3 separate regions of the Mus musculus genome follow, and all the other regions are linked to region 2. Evidence: chromatin contacts called from public Hi-C data. All regions are on one chromosome and are shown on one strand. Each heading gives the region's core, a stretch centred on a gene start, on an enhancer-like site or on the middle of the called end of the contact. The rest is flanking DNA. Distances are from core to core; before and after follow the strand shown.

What was found. A called contact is a pair of places that touch in the nucleus more often than the background predicts.
Region 1: a Hi-C map of the C2C12 cell line shows a contact between it and region 2, with 2.9 times the contacts expected there. The contact joins two enhancer-like sites. A contact is called at or near these places in 2 of 484 Hi-C or Micro-C datasets (the C2C12 cell line and muscle stem cells) and 1 of 115 datasets of contacts at active chromatin or transcription factors (embryonic fibroblasts).
Region 3: a Hi-C map of adipose-derived mesenchymal stem cells shows a contact between it and region 2, with 3 times the contacts expected there. The contact joins two enhancer-like sites. A contact is called at or near these places in 1 of 15 datasets of contacts at CTCF or cohesin (the NIH/3T3 cell line), 8 of 484 Hi-C or Micro-C datasets (the C2C12 cell line, adipose-derived mesenchymal stem cells, embryonic fibroblasts and 3 more) and 3 of 115 datasets of contacts at active chromatin or transcription factors (the NIH/3T3 cell line, a colorectal cancer cell line and embryonic fibroblasts).

Annotation. Positions count from the first base shown.
Region 1 is chr4:64,091,224-64,095,747 of GRCm38.p6, reverse strand. The region is part of intron 5 of 8030451A03Rik (a long non-coding RNA gene); the gene reads right to left. Among named protein-coding and RNA genes, the nearest start is that of Tnc, 47 kb to the right of the region's middle. Within about 2 kb of position 1,352, at least 20 of the 459 cell types and tissues checked have an H3K27ac peak or open chromatin away from gene starts, as enhancers often do. A contact at or near this core is called in the C2C12 cell line, where this site is marked.
Region 2 is chr4:64,321,763-64,326,041 of GRCm38.p6, reverse strand. No RefSeq gene overlaps it. Among named protein-coding and RNA genes, the nearest start is that of Gm11217, 47 kb to the right of the region's middle. Within about 2 kb of position 1,546, at least 24 of the 459 cell types and tissues checked have an H3K27ac peak or open chromatin away from gene starts, as enhancers often do. A contact at or near this core is called in the C2C12 cell line, adipose-derived mesenchymal stem cells and pancreatic cancer cells, where this site is marked.
Region 3 is chr4:64,073,742-64,078,537 of GRCm38.p6, reverse strand. All of the region lies in intron 4 of 8030451A03Rik (a long non-coding RNA gene), which reads right to left. Among named protein-coding and RNA genes, the nearest start is that of Tnc, 29 kb to the right of the region's middle. Within about 2 kb of position 1,972, at least 68 of the 459 cell types and tissues checked have an H3K27ac peak or open chromatin away from gene starts, as enhancers often do. A contact at or near this core is called in the C2C12 cell line, adipose-derived mesenchymal stem cells and pancreatic cancer cells, where this site is marked.

The sequences.
Region 1 (4,524 bases), core at 103-2,602, 230 kb after region 2:
TTGGGGGCCCTGTGATCCATCCAATAGCTGACTGTGAGCATCCACTTCTGTGTTTGCTAGGCCCCGGCATTGTCTCATAAGAGACAGCTATATCAGGGTCCTTTCAGCAAAATCTTGCTAGTGTATGCAATGGTGTCAGCGTTTGGAAGCTGATTATGGGATGGATCCCCAGATATGGCAGTCTCTAGATGGTCCATCCTTTTGTCTCAGCTCCAAACTTTTTCTCTGTAACTCCTTGGAGTATTTATATTTTAAAATAGTGGTCTACATACTAGCTACATAATTTGGGGTCCTGGTCCAAAATTAAAATGCAAAATTCTTACAAAATTAAAACCTAAGATGTCTTGTTCCAAGATCATTATTTCAAGACTGTGATAGTAGAACATCGAGTCAAGCACAGAGATCTTCTCAACACCAGGTTGCTGCATGAATCCTATGCCCAAAAGAAAATCCCATGACACAGCTGGGAGTCAAATTGCTCTGTCAGTAGATCGGGAAGTAAGGATGCTATCCTGACAGCACCTGCATTCTGGATGTGTGAGTCGTTACAAAAACATGAGCCTCAAACAGGATGAGTATGAAGTGAACTCTAGTTATTTTAAGTCTCTGAAATGGCCGGACTGTTCATTACTAAAGCATAACCTAGCCCATGCTGACTGACATACTACGGCTCAAAAAAACTTCATGCAGCCACTAAAGTTGAGCAGTTAGGAGTTGAGCCTGGACATCGAAGTCCTATGTTCTTTCTTGAAACCTGTGTCTTCTAACTATAGGTTACAGCTTGTTTGGGATTCATAGAATCAACTCAAGGAATCACAAGAAGGTGTTTGTCAATGAGATAATCTAACAAATGTGAATTGTGCATATTACACATGGTATTTTCATAAAATCATTTTTTCAGTGTGTGTTCAGAGTCACAATACAAAATGTACCTGTGTATATGGGTCATTATCAAAAAATGTTAAAGGTTACTGTTCTGTATCATACTTTCAACACAGGAAGAAAAGAATGAGTCTACACATGTCAACCCAATGGGCTACACACTCATGATTGTCTTTTAAATGAGCTTAATGGAAGGAAACTGGGGCACTGCTGTCAAGGTAGTTACTGTGTTAGATTTTATAGTTTCCCAGATAGGAAGTACTCCCGTTCTTTACCCAATGTGAAACTCAATCTTTGCAGTGTGCATTTTTAACTACATTAATTCTCTATCTCTCCCTGCCAGCTTTAAAAAGGACTATGAAGTCATCATTTCAGATACTGGGAACAAGCCTTCATTGTCTTCTGACAGAGCGGGCAAATTTGGGGCACAGATGTGCCCACTGGGGCAACTTTAGAAAAGCGGGCAAGAAGCCACTGTGTCACCAGCTCCAGGCCTCATGCCAGGCTTCCTGTCTTCAAACTGCAGTGGGATGAGGACCTCATAAGCGAGTCATTAAGGCATACAAGCATCTGCTCAGAGGGAGACCCAGTTATTCAACGGGAAAAATACTGTGGGAAAAATTTGCATTTGGCTCTACCAACATTGGTCTGTTACATCTGTCTTCCTCTCATTGCAGCTGGGAGTCTGAACCTCTACATATAACAAAAAATAATAATTAATTAATTACCAGAACTAGAAATAGTTTTCCTATAGTGCTAGTGATGCTATAGTACATTTTTGGTGTATGAAAGTGGAGGTTTGCTCTACATGTCTCTTACTTCCAAGCAAACTGACTCAGAAATGACATTATCAGTTATTTTGATGAAGGTAGGGTTTGGACTTCTGTTATCTAGACCTTGCTGGTTTGAAGGGCATTATTCATTATTTGTCCTTGTAAAAGAATCACCTTCCCCTGATGCAAGAAGTTGGCTTTGATCTTGTAAATTTTCTGTCTCCAGAATATTTGGGGGTTATATATCTCTCTCCCCATCTCCCTGTCTGTCTCCCTGTCTGTCTCTCTATTTCTCCCTGTCTCCCTATCTCTGTCTCTGTCCCTCTCTCCGACATACATACACACACACACACACACACACACACACACACACACACATACACACACACACACACACACACACACATGCACACTCACACAAATATCTTTCTATTTTCTATTTTCCTAGAAACAAGTGACTAAATCTGCTTCCCTGTATTTCTTTGGATTCTAGGAAACAGAAGCATATGTAAGGCTGAACTGTATCGATCATGTGGATGCATGTATTTTCCTACTTGTGTTTCTCTGGCCTAGGTCTTGGTTTTCTGTTTCCATTGCAGGATCACAGAGAGGTTTTTGACATGTTATTGGTGTGAAGAATGCCACAAGATCTACCAGGACCTAGGACTGTAAAGCTTCATGGGAAAAGTCACCAGAAAAGACTTGTTGAATTCTTAGAGGCATGAAGTCACAGATATATCTCTAGGGCGTCTGAATATATTTTGCATTGGAGACACGATAGGGGATTGAGAAGCTGCTTCGAGTGTCAGAAGACCTGAGCCATGTTCATGTGATGGGATTTGGCAGGTTCTTGCTAAGCCTCAGACTCATGGATGGTCTTACTTGCTGGTAAATGAGAGAGCTTTGCTGGGATTAACATCCAAGGCTGTTGAGCCACTAATGAATGTTCTTTGTAGGGTGAAAAGTGAAAGAGGGAAGTAAATACATACATGGATGAGAGCTGGGGAGGGGGAAGTCTGATGAGATCACCTTTTATTTCTTCCTTCCAGGACAGGCTTGTGGGCAAGTTTTCAAGTGAGTCAAGTTTTCCACCATTGGGAGTCTTCTCCCCAACTCCCACTTGGATCTTACTCATAAAGCTGCTCGATGCACTCAGGCTCAGTGGCCCCCACTAGGGTATAGACAGTCTGCTCAGACAGTTCCTTCCACCTCCTGTTGTCCTCTACCAACACCTGCCTGTCCTGGAAACAGCTTCTAAAAACAGTCTCCAAACATTAAATTTGTCTAAAGCCCCATTTCTGATAAATTTATCTGGTAAATTAATTAAAGCTAAAGACTGACAGAGGAGGTAGAGAGAGAGAGGGAGGGAGGGAGAGAGAGAGAGAGAGAGAGAGAGAGAGAGAGAGAGAGAGAGAAATATTGAACAATGATTCATAGTACACTGGGAACAGTGGAGAAAGGCCCAGGGAAAGACAACTGAGAATACAAAGGTTTCTCATCCATGAGAGAATAATGATGAACCATAAGGGTACCTAGAGTCATAGGAGGGCAGGAGGTGAATTCAAAAGGGCACGGGTAAAAGGGAAAACACAGCCAAATAGTGAGTGTTAACTTCCCCTTAAAGCTATGCATACTAGTTATAAACCATGCTGAATTCAGTATCTCTCATTGTCTCAGACAGATGGCAGGATGTTAGTAGACTGCCAGGAGGCTACAATGAATCCCCTGAATGTCTTAGTTCACTCAAGTTGCTGAAACAAAAGTTGGTTTAATATGCAACAAACATTACATTACTAAGGTGTCCGAGATGAAAGACTCTAGGATCCAGTATCTGATGAGCAATCCTTTCTTGTTTACACATGACCATTCCTTCATTGCCTTCACATACCAGCAGATGAAAGAGGAAACTCTCTCTCTCCAGTCTTCAATGAGGGCACTAATCCATTAATATGGGCTCCACTCTCATGACTGCATTGGGATCATTAAATAATTTTCAAAGGTCTCTCTTCCTAATAACCCTACCATTGGCATGGATAGGACATTCACATACAAATTGTCTGGCTGAAGGAAACAAAGACACAGATATAGAACTGAGTCAAGGACCTGTCAGGCTACATAGGGAAATAACACAGGAGATATGACAAGGCAAGAACATAGGTCCCGGCTCATTCTAAAGCCCTGTGGGCAAGAACCAAAAAAGCAATTCCCAGGGCTACAGCAAAGTTGGAGACTTTCTCTTTTAATTATTTAATTAAAATTTTTCTATTGTTGATATATATGTGTGTGTGTGTATATATATATATATATATGTATATGTATGTATATATATATATATGGTATATATATGTGTGTATGTATGTGTATATATATGTATATATATATGTGTGTGTGTGTATGTACCTAATACAAAAATACAATCCTCTCAGTCTGTATAACGTTATTTGTATGTATGTTTTCAGGCTAACCATTGGGTATTAGATAACCAATTGGTGTGTTCTTCCTTGGGGATTACTTCTCTAGCTCTTAGCATCCCTGTAGTTCTTAGTGTAGGATTAAATCATCATGAGCTTTTCCCTATTCAGGTTACCATGCCTATTATTGTCCTTGTTCAGCTCATGCATAGGCAGTCATTTTGTTGAGTTATGGGTGTAGCCTCTGACTTTAGTAGGAGACACAGTCCCACAACAAATTCTCTGATCCTTTGGCTCTTACAACTTTTCTACCCCTCTTCTACAATATTCCATGAGACTTTGGGACAGAACTATGTTGTAGATGTATCAACTGAGACTGGGCTATACAGCTCTGCATTTTGGTCAGCTGTGGTTTTCTGTAATGGTCTCCATCTATTGCAAAAAGAAGTTTCCTTGAT
Region 2 (4,279 bases), core at 297-2,796:
GATTTTCCAAATTTCTTGTAACTCTATCCCTAGTTATTGCAACTATTGCCAGTAAAACTTTGACCTGCCTATCTTTTTAAGCAAGGCGTCTATGTGGTTGATGAATGTGTCAGCTGTGAGTAGATCATAGCTAGTGAATAGGAGGTGACAGCTAACTCTATTCCAAACACTGCCCTCAAGCCATGGAACCACAGAAAACATGCTTCTACCAGACTCAGAAGTTGAAATGCCATTATTATTAACTATGGCATATAAATTTCAGTGATAGCCATTTATATTAAAGGTGACAGTTCAGTTTCTTTGAGGAAAATATGAATTCTTTGGCGGAGATATGCAGATGCCCGTGGCATACTTCCCCTCCTATCAGCCATCTTTTGGAGGACTACATATACATATGAAAATCCAAAATTGGGTCAACCCTTGCATTTAGGCATTTAGCTTTGAGAATTCAGTGATGAACTACGTATGTTTCTGACTTTGGGAGAAATCCTTCCTTATTTGAGGAAACAAATAGACAGGAAACTCCAAGAATCTTTATTGTTTTCTTCATTCTAAATATAATACATATTTTTCAGTTTATCTTTATACCAAAGCAGTGTTATTGTCATAATTTTTGGATGGGCATGCACAATATAAATCATGGAGACCATATCTCAACAAGACTACGTGTCATCATTCACTCATTCTTATGTGCACACCCTCTAGTCATTTTCCATATTAAACATAGGAAAACACAAATATCTTTATATGACCTAAGCAGCCTGTTTGTACCTGTCAAGTTTATGGGTTTTAAACACTGTACACATGTGACTGTCTCTAATTCTGTATATAAGTTAATCCAAGAGCTCAACTGAGTGCAACACGTAGCTGAACTTTGCATTGTCTTGGTAAGACACACAGGCATCCCTTTAATTCCCCTAACGTTGTGGTTATCAGCAATCTTGCAGACATTGGTTACTCCATAGTCTGGAGCTCGAGATGAGAGAGTTAATGAAAATCACAGAATAGAGAGATCTCATTGGCCTTAAGTGAGCATTAGCTTGGTAAAAATCCTGAGACTCTGAGTTGCTGATTGTGGCATGTCAGTTACTGTGCCTTCCTGGTTGGTGAGTGCAGTAGCTTTTACTATTTTCACACTAGAATATCACTACCCATATTAACGTAAGTCAATAACATATTTTATGGCACCCCACTAAGACGAATGATTTAATCTTATTTTTGTTCACTAATGTATTGCCCCATGTGAAGTTCAGGAAATGGCTCATTGTAGGATCAAGTACGTCCTTGAAGACTAAATATAGAACATAGTTACGTCATTCCAGTGACGAATGATGATACAGAGTTAAATTCTGAGTGCTATTAGAACACAGGGTCAAATACTTCCTTGGAGTCAGGATTCATGTTTCTCCTCTGAGTGACTCCTGTGACTAGTGAGTACAGCTGGGTGGAAACTGGGGTTAAAGTTGTTGAACTATTACAATGGAGCTTCTAGTGTGGTTTCCATAACCCAGTGTCTCATCACACACACATGCATTAATAATTCCTCCACACTCCTGGTGGTGAGGCCTCCATTTATCACACTGAAGGTCTGAGTCATGGTTAGTTATGACCAGTGACTAATTACTGCTCACTTTGCCTTGGCCTGATCCTCTGCTTTTATCTAAGATCCTTCTCCTCCTTTCTCTACAAATCCATAACCTATTCAGGAACGCCCAGGACACTTAGCTCAAATAATCGGCCTATCTTCACAAAACAACAAAAAATAAACAAAAGACCAGCTCTTTCTGTTTGCTGTCACAAGTATTTTGCTCAGTTGCAGCCTCAGGTCACTGCTAAATGCTGACAGGTACATGTGTCAGAGTGCTCCCTTTAGACACACAAAATGTCCAAAATATCTCTTGCACATTGGAAATAATGCTGACTCCATTTCTCTGAATTTTTCTTTTAATACATACACATTTTTGTACCACTTGTTCCTGAAGCACGAAATTCCACATCAAAACTGAAAACTTTCTTCTCCTGAACTCCTGGTTTGTCCATATCACATCTAGGTTTATAAGCTTCTTTTGTTCCAACAGCTACTCTCATGTAAACTAATGACATTGTCTTAGTTAAGGTTAATACTGCTGTGATGAAACCCCAAGACGAATAGTAACATGGAGGTGGATTTTGCTCATATTATCATATAACAGTTTATCATCAAGAGCAATGAGGACAGGAACTCACACAGAACCTGGAAGAGGGAGCTGATGGAGAGCCCATGGAGGAGGGATGCTTACTGGCTTGATTCTTATGGCTTCCTCAACCTGATTTCTTATAGAACCCAGGACCAATAGACAAGGAGAGGCTCCACCCACAATGGGCTAGGTCCTCCTCCATCAACTACTAATTTAACAAATGCCTTACAGGCTTTTACAAAGCTCAATCTTAAGGACATATTTTCTTAATTGAGATTTCCTCCTCTTAGTTAAGACAAGTTGACATGAAAAAAAAAAAGACAAGTTGACATGAAACTATCAGCAAAAACATCATTTCTTGTCAAGTTGCACTCTTCTCTGTGCCAATTAAGATTCTCTACAGAAACAAAAATTACACACAAGCATAATACATACACACACACACACACACAATGCACATATACACCACATACACACACACACATACACAGAGGCAAGCACAGGTATATATATGCACATATGCACACCATGTACACATATGCATACACACACTATGTACACATATGCACATACATACTTACATGCAATTTTTTTTAAAAAAAGGTATTCTTCCTGTTAGAAGAGCTAAGGAGATTGATATGTGTAAAACAAGCAAGCAGTCCCAAAGTTCAGGCACATTTTCTCCATTAATGTGTTGAGACAGAATACACTCTTTCTTGAGATACTTTACAGCCTTCATCTGATTAGATGAGACAAACTGCTAAGGGTGATGATGTCTTATAAGTAAAGTAATGGACTGCAAACTCTAATCAAGTCTACAAAATATATTCACAGCAACATCCCGATGATTAAACTAGACAATATAGCCTAGTCAAGATGGTACATAAAATCATCTCCATTCGATGGGAATTAAACCTTTATGTTCCTTTAAAAATTCACGCCTAGAAAATATTACACATAACATGTTGATGTTAAAGGACAAGGCCTTTAAGAGGTAATTAGGTCTTGGGAGTAAAGGCTGCATCCAGTATATGAGTGCTCTGAGAAGACCTTAGAGAGATGGTTGTTCCACTCTTGCTTATACCCTGTAATGATGACAAAGCAAGCAATCACCTTTGAACCCTAAGCAAACCCTTACCAGAAGTTTCTGGTACCTTGATAGACCTACTAGTTCCCAGAACTATATAAAATAAATGTTTCGGTTAAGTAGAGAGTGATGATTTGATGTAAGAGCCAGGAATGGCTAATCCACACTTTATGTTCTTTCATACAGAGCAAACGCTAGTAAAGAGTTTTTACATTTCCCCTGGTGTGTTCAGATGATTCTTCTCAGAGCAATGATGTCACCACCAGTATTGATGGATCAAAAATAACAGACCTGTGTTGTGTACTTCTAAAACCAATTCCAACTTCTTTTTCCCTTTTAACTGTTCATCATTACCTCAGATTCTTTATCCAAACACTCACAAAATTTTCTCTTCATGCATGTGAGAATTCACAAAATTTTTTGTTAATTCATTTTTACTTATTTACATCTAAAATTGTGCCACCTCCTTGTCCCCCTGGCAGAGTTCTTCCCCACATACCCCCTTTCCTTCACCTCTGAGAGGACCTCCTCATCCTGGGGCATCAAGACTCTACAGGATTAAGCATGTCATCTCCTGCTGAGACCAGACAGCAGCAGGCTGCTGAGGCAGCCCTCTGCTATATATGTGCCTGGGAATTCAGACCAACCTGTGTATGCTCATTGGTGGGTGGCTCAGAATCTGGGAGCTCCCAGGGGTCCAGGTTAGTTGACACTGTGGTCTCCCCACTCTCTACTCTCTACCAGGCAGCTGCATATTTCTGTTCATTCTCCTGATCCTCTGGGAATCTCTTCTGTCCTCCCTACATCTGATCATGCCCCCCTACCCCCTTTTCTTCTTCCACCCAGGTCCCTCCCTCCCTCTGCCTCCCATAACTATTTTGCTCCCTTCTAAGTGGGATTTAACCATCTTCATTTGGGAGTTCCTTCTTGTTTAATTTCTTTGGGTCTGTGGGGTGTATCATGGATATTCAGTACTTTTTAGCTAATATCCACTAATCAGTAAGTACATACCTTG
Region 3 (4,796 bases), core at 723-3,222, 250 kb after region 2:
AACACCACCCTAGCAATGTGGGCATCTCAAATGCTGCTGCTGCTTCAGCCGCCCTTAACACAGGAGTGGACAGCCTCTCGCTCTAGGCTGAAGTTTTCCAGTACTCTGCTTTGGTGTCTCTGAGCAAAGATGTGTGTCATCCAGGAAGTCTCTCAAGCCTTTTCTTTTGCTAGAATTCCACAGTAAACATTCTTAGAGATGACTTACTGCCTGTCACAACTTTCTCTTGCTGCCTTTCCAGAAAGAATTCCTACAGAATGAGGTCAGTCACTTACTCACCATGATTTCCATTTTTTTCACCCCATTTGGTCTTTCTGATCAGATGCTGAGCAACTGTTGCCAACTGCATCAATGGGTCACTTCCAACAGCTGTGAGAGCAACATCATCCAGCAGTCTGAGACAAAGCCCAGAAGATCACAGGATGAAGCATGGACTCCAAATCTAATCAGAGGGCCAATGGGGAAATTTCAATCTGGTAGATCCTATAATTGTGTGGTGGAGTACTTGAAAATTTAGATGTGATTCAAAAAGATTTTCAAGTAGATAGTATGCAAAGGTCAATCCAATCCCACTGTCTTGATTAGGGTTTTACTGCTATGAACAGACAAAATGACCAAGGTAACTTATACGGATAACATTTGATTGGGGCTAGCTTACAGGTTCAGAAGCTAAGTCCATAGCAAGTTCAAGGCCAGCCTAAGCTATGTGAGAGGTTGTCCCAAAAAATACATAACATGAAGAGTCCCTGTGACATTATTTAAGTTAATTTTACTTGTCTGTTGGACAGACCATTTCTATGTGCCAAGAATAGCTATTAAACAGCCAACATTAGCCATACATTTGGTACATATCTGTCAACATGATTATTTCACCCTTTTTCTTCAGAAGCTGACAGAAGAAAAAAGTGGATAAAGGTATAGCTGGCTACAGTAGTACATGACAAATGTCATGAAACAAAGAGTCATCCAAGAACACATAAGAGTACTAATTTTGTGTGGGAGGGAGATGTCTTGGAGATTGGATGTCCTGTTTGGACTGGAATCATGAGAAAGTTAGAGAAAGAGTTGGAAGTTGTGTAGGGTAAAAGTGTAAAGAACATATTTAACCATGGGAGAAGAGCGCAGGCAGGAGCACAGGAGATCTCGAAATGAGGTGATCATCAGTAACCGGGAAAAAGACCAGCAATGATGGCACACAAGAGAGAAGCACAATCAGCGGACAGAGAAGTGTGCAAGACACGTGCCTCAGCCAACCAGTGCAATGAACCATGAGCTCTTTGAGGATGGGGTTTTATGTGACCTGCCAGTACCTTCTTCACATCCATCGCTGTGTCCACCATAGAGGAAATAGCAGTCATAGGCCAAATGAGGGCATGCATAATAGTCATCCAGTAAATAGCAATTCCATTAGGGAAACCCTTTCCTTGCTTTCTAACTTTTTCATTTTTTAAGAGTCAGGATGGGACGGGGGAGGGGGGGAACTAGCTGCAACTACAGATGGATATTTCCATCCCCAAATACTACAAATGCCACCTCTTTGGGGCTTATTATGCCCAAATGGCAGTCTGTTTGGGATCTTTCTAGAATCAATTGCTTCCAATTTTCAGTTTTCTGATTTCAGATTGAAGACATGTGTTTGGTGTTGCACAGATGATAGGGGAACAAGCGGATTCCAGAGAGGCATCAAGCTGAGTCCAAGTGATAAGAGAAATGCCTGGGGGAAGGCATAGCAACAAAACATTTTAAAGTTCTCAAAGTGCATAAATCATCCTGTAACCATGCTGTCCTGATTCGAAACCCAAAATAGAAAAAGAAAGCTCTTCTGTGCTAACATTTCATCATAACCAGCAGCCCAATGCTCAGGGGAGCCAGTGTTTGTGAATCTTTGAGTTGGGATCTGGAAGGACTGACGCAGAACATTACTATGCAGCCAGTTCTCAGGGAAGAAAAAAAAAATCTCAGCATGGAGTGCGGGCTTCCAGAATCCTTGTGGTAACTTCTCATTTCAGTTGAATTGCACAGAAGAGACGAGCCTTCCTGGGGGGTTGGCCAACAATAGAAAGAAACAACTAAAGGATAGACTCATACCAGGCGTGATGCCAAACCCCAAGCTAGTTCTTGAGCTGTCTAGGCTGTAAGGGAGGCTGTCTCTCAGCCATGGTGCAGCACACTCCATGTCTGTGATGGTATGAGGTCATTGAGACCACAGTCCTGACCAGCATATGCACTGGGACAGGAAAAAGAGAAATTCTTCAGCAATATTGGCATAAATTCAAACATTGTTCCAATCTAAGGTATGGATTCATCAAGCTGAGCTTCAAAATTCCTACTTCAGATTAAAAAGTACAAGAAAAAAATTGCTGTCATAAGAACTAAGAAAAATTATTCATGTAAAATAATCTGTAGGCACAACATAACCATGTTAAATTTTAGTCTCCAGTCCTACTTTTTCTTGATATAAAATTAAAATTCTTTTAGATTTTTCCTTATTATTCTGTTCAAAGAGCTCTAAATGTGAACAAATGTACAAATCTTAGCTATACTGACTCTAACCAGATAAATGAAAAGTTATACATACTAGTAATTTGGAGGTTTGTTTCTTTGGACTAGGGACAGAATGTATGCATCTGTTGGTTGTATCATGTTTACCTTGGCATGTCAATGATCAGTCTTCATGTTTAAAAAATGTTCCAATATTTTAGACTTTGAATAATCAAGAGTCCTGTTCATCTATGAGATAAGATTGGAATACACCAAGCCAAAATGAAAATCCCAGATCAACCCATTATCAGATGAATGGGTCTAGATGTACTGCTTGCTCTGTGACTCTCAATGTTCTTAGCCATAAATGAATACAATATTTATTTATTTCAGGTTATGCATCAAGTACACAGGCTTGAAATTGCATAACACAGGAGTTGCTCATCAACGTCATTCATTCTGCAATGCACATCAACCCCATCCAAGGTACCAGGAGATATTCTAAAGACATATGATGAATCATGAACTAAAGAATATCACTATATTGTGGAGCCCGTGTCTTCTACAAGAGACAAGCAATTGATCAATAAGCAAAAATAACTGTCTCTCTAGTGAAACAAGTGTGAAGAAAATGAACTGAGCAATGGGATGAACAGTACTTATACACAGTGCAACTAGACAGTTGCATAAGCTTCTTTCCCCTGGTTTATTCATTTTACTTTACTTTGGAGTCCCAAACCCACTGAGCATGGACCTCCAGTAAAGATGAGTAAGGAGTTATACTCTGTTAAATTGAGTCATCTGACAAACTTTGAATGACATTGAGAATAGCATAACAACAGTACATGTTTATCAAACAGGATGGACAAAAAAATGGGTGTTGCTTTGGAGACTCTTGGAAAAGAATAGCTACGTTGTCTCCAAGCTTGTCACAGTTGAAACTACAGAGGAGAGTCTTGGGGAATAAGATGTCTTCCCCAAAGAGGGCAATCCTCAACAATGCAAGCTTTGTGGCAGAAGTACATTGCTGACCTTGTTCTGAGCTTGGTCCAAGCTGAGGAAGAGAGGAGAATGGCCAGCTGTGAAAAGATCAATTTGCTTCCAATCTACTATTCTTATAGTCAGAGAGGCTGGCTCCCTAGAGTGGCTGTGTCTGTCAGGGATATATGCCAAGTAGGGCACAGATTGAAGTTCCCTGTTCCCACTGTAGTGAGAGCATTCAGCCTTGAGTGGAGTCTGTTCCCCAGCTATAATGCTTTGTGGAGACCCATATTGAGATAGCCAAGAAGGAGACTTCAAGTCTAAGTCTAATTCAAAGCTAGAACTATCCAAACTCTTCATTCATTCATATCTGAAAAGTACCCAGTGTTGACCAGATGTGGGAAAGCAGGCATTCCCATATATCACAGCAAAGAGTATAAATTAGCATGACCTCTGCAGAGACCCAGTTGGCAGAATCCATGGAAACTGAATGTGTATAGTTCTTTTGTTGCAACCAGCCCTCTTCTAGAAATTTATTCTTCAGAAAAGTTCTCAGAGATGCCCAAAGGTGAAAGTTCAGGGAATATGTTTATTACAGTATCATTTATGATAGTGTAGGTCTAGGATAGCTGAACATTATATGTTGTAAATTAAATTTTGAGGTACATGCAGATGTATATAAAAAGACAAAAATAAAAGGGAGATAGATAGTATTATTTCTTATGCATGGGGAATTCCACTTATATTGAAAAAGTGTGTCATTCTATTTGTGTGCATATCTTACTCTTCTCTGCTTAATACTTGTGTGTTTTCACGCATATCTCAAGGTTTCTGATACCGAAATGACAAGAGTATGACATAGACCCCTGGAGATATGCAAGATTCTAGGACTGAATGGAAATCACAGATATATATGAAAGGATGAAGCCCACAAGCCCCTGTCTGCTCTTCTCTCTAAATCTGTGTTCTTAAACTAGAGTGAGGTATAAGCAATAGACAGATGTGTACAAAGTTGCTTACATGTCTTGTGGGTTTTCCTGCCCTTTATTTGATAGGCAGTAAGACCATGCTGAGCATTATCCATCTTTCACTAGTTTCATAAAATGGATGGCCCATTTCCTCTATTCATCAAATATTACAGAGAACAAATGCAAAGAAAGTCGATATGCCCCCAAAAGAAATAATAGTTCATATTTTCACGACAAACAAAAAAAATTTACAAAACTATTTGCTCCTTCCAAACTCTAAAACATCCCCAAATTTTCCATTTTCAAATATTACAATGTTTATTAAATATCTAAGCTCACAATGTACACCAAATGTTGAAGGACAAA